Regions from separate parts of the Mus musculus genome. Here region 1 is linked to region 2. A link is a contact called in public promoter capture Hi-C data. All regions are on one chromosome and are shown on one strand. Each heading gives the region's core, a stretch centred on a gene start, on an enhancer-like site or on the middle of the called end of the contact. The rest is flanking DNA. Distances are from core to core; before and after follow the strand shown.

Evidence for each region. Promoter capture Hi-C pulls out the DNA fragments that hold promoters and counts their contacts.
Region 1: a contact with region 2 is called in a promoter capture Hi-C map of embryonic stem cells, with 2.7 times the contacts expected there. The contact joins the promoter of Olfr1166 here to the enhancer-like site in region 2. A contact is called at or near these places in 4 of 39 promoter capture datasets (the 3T3-L1 cell line, embryonic stem cells and hippocampal neurons) and 2 of 9 other capture datasets (embryonic stem cells and liver).

What each region holds. Positions count from the first base shown.
Region 1 is chr2:88,123,206-88,126,581 of GRCm38.p6, forward strand. It overlaps Olfr1166 (olfactory receptor 1166), which reads right to left and starts at 1,788. Exons shown (of 1, transcript NM_146650.2): 1 at 155-1,788. The coding sequence starts at 1,778. The coding sequence ends at 828.
Region 2 is chr2:87,480,118-87,483,726 of GRCm38.p6, forward strand. No RefSeq gene overlaps it. Among named protein-coding and RNA genes, the nearest start is that of Pramel7, 10 kb to the right of the region's middle. Within about 2 kb of position 1,289, at least 9 of the 459 cell types and tissues checked have an H3K27ac peak or open chromatin away from gene starts, as enhancers often do. A contact at or near this core is called in embryonic stem cells, where this site is marked.

The sequences.
Region 1 (3,376 bases), core at 538-3,037, 640 kb after region 2:
CCCGTGGGGAGTCCCATGTGGGCCCTTGCGGGTGTTGGGCAAGACTCTGCTGGCAAGTTAGCTTGGGGCTCGAGTCGAGCGGAAGGGCGATTAATTTCTTAGTAATAAAATCAGGGAGAGAATGCACAATCAAATATACAAATTAGTAATAAGATTTTATCATTGAATAATTGATTTATTTGCTATTACCATAAATGGAGCAATTAATTATATCATTTTTGCCTCACCATTTAAACACAGTATATTGTTATCTAGAATTGGTGGGAAATAGAAGCAGTATTTTGGAATTAATGACTTTCTTTATATAAGATGATGTTTTCATAATACAAAACACAAACATACATATGATTGCTTTATGAAATAAGATAAAAAATTAAAGCAAAGTAAAATTTACACAATACAGCACAGAGACAACTTTGTGAGTTAAGAGCACAAGAGTATGGATTCCATCAAGATAACTATCATCTGAATTTAAAGATATCTTAGAAAACCAACTGCATATTAAAAAATGTAATTAATGAATTCTGCTTCAAACTTCTGAATCCTACCATCCACAGTGTCTAGAAGTGAAGTTTCTAAATATTCCCTATTCTGAAATTTATTACACTGTGTCAAATTACACTATATTTATATAAAATAGAGAAAATGTAAATGCATGTGAACTAACAAAAGTACTACAGTCTCCCACCCAACTCTTACCACTCTTTGCCTCTCAATGTATCTCTGTCTTACTGTGTGCCTATATCTGAGTCTTGCCATCACATACACACACAGAGACACACACACCCACAATGCACATGCATGTATATGCAGAACAATATTCATAATTATGTCAAGTGAGAGTGCAGTTTTGAGCTGATAAGTCTCCTGACTGTGTCCTTCACATCTTTATTTCTAAGGCTATAGATAAGGGGGTTCAACATAGGGATCATGATTGTATAAAGAGCAGTGGCCACTTTGACAAAGAGCCGTGAGCTGTTTGAGTTGGGAACACAGTACAGGAGGAGTATGATCCCATGGAAGATTGATATGGCAGTCAGGTGGGAAGTACAGGTGGAGAAGGCTTTTCTCAGTCCTCCTTTGGAAGGCATCTTTATAATAGTGACAACTATGAACACATATGATGCTAGAGTGATCAGGACACTAGAAGATTCACTAACTATAGCAATGACTAAGGATGTCAACTGGCTAAAGGAGGAGTCAGAGCAAGACACAGAGATGACAGCGGAGTACTCACAGCCAAAGTGATTGATGATGCCATATTCACAATAGGAGAGTTGCAAAAGGGTATATAGAAGTATCACAGTACATAGTCCACCAATCATATATGTCCCAGCTACTAGCAGAGCACAGAATTGAAAAGGCATCACAACTGTGTAGAGTAGGGGATTACAAACAGCCACAAACCTGTCATAGGCCATCACTGCTAACATGAACATTTCTGTAATCACGAATGTACAAATAAAGAAAAATTGTACCATGCATGCTTTGAAAGATACAGTCCTATCTTCCATGATCAAGATCTGCAAAAGTTTGGGTGTAAATACACTAGAATAGCATATATCTAAAAATGATAGGTGGCTAAGAAAAAAGTACATGGGTGTGTGAAGTTTGGGATTGACCTTTATAACCACAAGTATGCCCAGGTTCCCCACCAATGTTACTGAGTAGATGGCCAAGAACAGGAGGAAGAGGGGTTTTTGGAGCTGTGGATATTCTGAGAAACCAACCAAGATGAATGTGGTCGCAGAAGTCTGGTTCATCACTTCATAAGCCATCACTTTTCAGATTATAAAAGAAGAGAGAAATAAAACTTAATGGAACTTGAGAGAGTGGAGCAGTAGAATCTCCTGTGAATCATGTGAATCATGGAGTAAGATGACAATTTATTCCATTTGTGAATGTTCTGCCTTGTTATGGGTTCTTATGTGGGCAGTCAGTGATCAGTAATTTAGGACATTGTCCTTTGTTCTTCACTATTGTATTTTTATCATCTGTAATAAGATGGGATACTCATCAGTATCATTCTACTAAAATTATGTTCATATGCTTATATAAATAATAGATCCATTTATTTAATGCTATATTACTTCATGATAAAATAACATTACAGTCATCAGAAACATATTGCAAAGTTATGTAAGCACTGACAAGATTGCAGTGGCCATTAGTCCAAGTTAGAGTATATTTGCCCACTCTAAATACCCAATATATGGTTACAAATGCCAAGTGTATGACACTAAATGGAAGAATATTACAACCATCTTGAAATTTTCATATTTCTTACCTTTAGCAAACCATCATTCATTGTGTTTATATATTAAAAGAGGACATAACCAGCTATTTGTCAGCAATTAAGAACAACAAAAAACACTTTAGCATGAAAAAATGTTAGAATCTATTTTTAATAAAAATAAATATTTAATTTCAAACAATTAAAAATGCTTTAGTCATGTGGCCAAATTAAGAGCATGGCATGAGAAAAATTAATCATGTTCAAGGTTAAACACCGTGAATATTCAATGTATTCCTGAAAGATATTAGATAATAATTACAGTTTCTTTTGTTGGGTATGAAGAGAACTGACACATCTTTTATTCTCAGTCTTAACAACAGATTGTTTCCTTTAATTCAAGTTACTATTATTCCCTAGAATAGACCATCATGTACACAGTCACATTCCTATTTGCATTGGGGATTATTGGACCTCTTTCAGTCTTGTGTTGAACCATTATTTAGTCAATCACATATGATAATGAGAAAATCTTATCTATTAACTTAGATTACTTCTGTCTTGCAATTACAAAATTTGAAAAGTCTCTGAGTAGTAATCTGCTACCACTATAAATAACTTTGATAAAACAATTATATACATATTTAAGAGTTCTTTAATACTCATTGCAGAATGACCACCCAGAATAACATATGTTACACATATGTTAATTAAATGACCTAAGTAATTTTCTGATCTCAATACACGGCACAGCAGATTTAAATTAAAAGGATACCTAGCAATTTACATTTCTTTTATTCTCTCTTTATTAGCAAAATTTCCATTATTTTCTCAATAGTTACATTCCTCATATCTAAATACCATGGTTTAATTTTGTTACTATATAATTCCAAACACTGACTATAATTAATTCTATGTATAAATGTGTATCATAGAATATACAATTTCTTCTTATTATTGATATATATATTTATAACATTTGTTTTTTTATGAGCCTTATGTTTTATTTTGAAGGCCCCTGAATAATTAGAATTCAGGTATACTTTCATGTGTATTTACAAATATTTCAAGTTACAACACTTAGTCTTTTTAACTAAAGAAATAGCTTTACACTTGTTCTTTTGTTTTTGTTCCCTCCTTTAT
Region 2 (3,609 bases), core at 39-2,538:
ATAATAAAAACAGATCTTTAAGACATGGGATAAATGAATCTATCCCTATATAAATTTAGTAAATAAATAAATAAATGTATAAGTGTGGACTAAAAGTAAATAAAGAAAATTTCTAAGCAGTATTTTGTTTATGCTCAGCAAACTGATATTTTCTTGTGATTAAAGGTGCAAAAGTGCCTTAATATTTTTAAAAGTGTATCTACTTTATGTGTTATGAGTGTTTTGCCTACATGTTTTGTCTGTGAACCCAGCATACAAGCTGGTGCTTATGGAAGCCAGAAGAGGGCACTAGACTTCCAGGATTGGGAGTGACAGAGGAATTTGAGCCAACATGTTAGTCCTTGGAATTGAACCCCAGTCCTCTAGAAGAGCATATATCCAGTGCCCTTAGCTGCTGAGAAACCTCTCTAGTACCTCATTTAGAAAATTTTTATAATCTCTTATTTTTCTATGATACCCACACAATAAAGGTAAGCACTTTCCCTACTGAGCCATATCCCAAGCCCTTTCATAATTTCTTTAGTCATTATTTTTATATTAGTTATACATTTGTATGTCAGTAATATATACGTATATTCATTCATATTGATTTTACTGTGTAATACAGGCTGCTCTGGGATTCTTGGAATATACAGGCTAGTAGCAAATAAAAGGGAACCTGCCTGCCTGCCTGCCTGCCTGCCTACCTGCCTTAGAGTTTGGTTATAGGCATGAGCCTGTAGTAATGGGTTGTTTCTGGTTTTATGAGTAGGGGCTGGACATGCATCCAGAACGAGCCTCTAACTTGCGCGGTGAACCACACTGGCATCCAACAAATGAAAGGCCATCCTTAGTATCATAAATGTACCACCAACCCTGGCCTACAAACCAGGTTGGAAACATTTGCATTGGATAAGGCAAGCAGTGATAATTTTGTGTCACCTTAAACAGGGTATCATCCCATCCCCGCTGATTCCCTTTAGGTAGACTCAGTGGTGACTGAATAGGGTAACAAAATCTCCGGGAAGGAAAGCAGTGACTCTAGGCTCTAAGATTCTAACATTCTCCATTTCCTTATCTGAGGTTTATTTTTAGTTGTTTTCCTGCTTGGTTTTGTATGTACAGTTTTGATATAAGATAAGCTATCAAGTCCCAAAAGCTATCAGTTAATAGTGTAACTGAAGGTGACCCTGAACTTCAGGATCTTTCGGCCTTTCTCTCCCAAATGCAGGAATTTCAGGTATTCGCCCTTATCTACACCACTGTGGCTGTTGAACCTTTAGACTCCACCCTTTAGACTCCACCCTTTTCTAAAAGTGGCTTCCAGTAATGACCAGATTCCGGAATCCCCACCCAACTCATCTTCCTCGGGTCCTAGAGAATCTGGGAATTCATTGCATTAAATGTGTCATCCAGAGGTGGCAATAGTTAGGGACAAGGTGAAGACAGGATCCTATTTCATGTCCCACCTCATGAGCACTGACTAGAGGTTGCTGATACTGGGCCAATTTGGGAAGGGAAAAGCCTGCCTGGCCTTTATGAGATCATGTTTCATAAATAATTTTGATTTTGAGTGAAGAGCAGTATCAGCAGCTACAATCAGCTGAGCAAAGATACTCTATGTCTCAGTTCCAGGGTCTTTAGCCCAAGCTGGATCTGGCAGATGAAACAGATGTGGAGGAGGACATGATCTCCTCTGGTGGGGATGTCCTCATGACCAAGTTCTACTTGTTCACTCAATTATCCTTTAGAACCTCAGCGCCACAAGAAGTCGAGATTGGAAGTGAGAGCTTGCCATGAAGAACAGGTTAGGATGTCATTGTCTCTCTCCCATGTAAACTATACCAGAAAGACCTAAGACCATATCTGATTGCATGACACACACTGGGCTTCCTGATAATATACTGTAGTAACTGAACTTTGTAGGTATCTGCATCTATCACTATCTGTATGGCATTATAGGGCTTAGTCCCCTACACTAGCAGTCCTAGCCAGCCCTATGCTAAGGAGAGAACCTAGTAACAAAGTGGAAATGGCCACTATTTTAACCTGATTGTTTGGAGGTGTTAGCTTATTGAAGACATTCTCCCCAGAGTAATATGTCACTCTAGGTATGAGCTGCACTAGAACATAAAAATCCTCAGTCCTACTTTCAAAAATATATGGAGTTAGCCACCAAGTATTCTCTGGGGGCAGCATGTATCCTGTAACAGTAGGATTTACAGTGCAGTTGTAGAGATGGGAATAGTTTATGGGTACCTTATTTTCAATGTAGATCCCCTGACCAGTAACCAACAGTTCTATATTAAGTCCAGGAAGAGAGTAGTTAAGAACTGGCAGTCATTCTATGCCAGCCACTGTGAACTTGATGACAAGTTTGTTACATCGCCCCCTATGGGTACCCAGTTAGTAAGGGAGCTAGTGGCTGGTACATCAAAGCATAAGAAGCAACCAGGTAGGATCAGGAACACTGGAATCCTTGTTTCAGTGGGTGGACAGGGTGTGAGGTGACATTCGATTATTCTTGTAGTGGTACATCTGGAAGTCTCCTCCACTGGGAACTCAACCTTTCTATCATCTTTCTCCTGGAATGGTACTGGAATGCCAGAATTCCCCTAAGGTACTTTAAGTCAGGCCTACAAGCTCACTTGGTTGACTTTAATGTGGGGGTGATCTACCCAAATCTGAACCACCTTAACAACCATAGGTATGGTCAGGATCACAGTATGAGGTCCTTTCCAGCAAGGTTCTAGGGTCTTGTGGTTGTCTCTTTTTAATCTAGAATTTGACCACTTGGTTTAAAGCAATGGGGATTAGAGAGAGGAGCAGACTCATAAACCTGGTGGTGATTATATTTAGCTAAGATATCACACTGGAGGATAGGTAGCAAGGGCTGTGACCTCCATAGAAGATCTCCAAAGTATGGGGACTTAAAATATAAGGGGTGTTCCTAGCCCTATATAAGGCATAAAGGAAGAGAAGAGATACCCAGTCACACACAGCCAGTTTCAGGAGTTAATTTGTTCAAGGCCTCCTTCAAGGTCCGATTCAGAACTCTGAACTCTGGTGTCTATATGTACAATGTAATTTCCAAGTGGTCCCCAGATCCTGTGTTAGAGATTGAGTTACCTGAGAGATGAGTGCTGGTCCATTGTCTTACTCAATCAGGGTAGGCAAACTGTACCTGGGTGTGATGTCTTCCAGAAGAATCTTTCTTACTACTTTGGCAGTCTCTTTCTTTGTAGGGTATCTAGGCTTCTATCCATCCTGAAAAGGTATCTATGAAAACTAGCAAACACTTAATCTATTAGTTCCTGGTTTTATTTCTGTGTAACCTATTTCTCAATTAGGCCCTGGCCATTGACCCCTGATGCTGGTTCCTAGTGTGGCCCCTTGATTGGGGCCTGAGGAATTCACAGCAAGGCAGGTGGCAAAGTCTGCAATTACTTGATCATCCAAGTGTCCTAAATCAAATATTATGTACCTTGCCCCTCACAGCAATTTCTTCCGTTTTCGATGACCAGATGCAAAGCTTGATGAATCAGATGGATGAGTTGCTTAGCAAACTCCTTAGGTAGGATGGTGCAGCCTTCAGAGGTCAGCAGCCATGTGTCTCTTCTGTAAACTTCT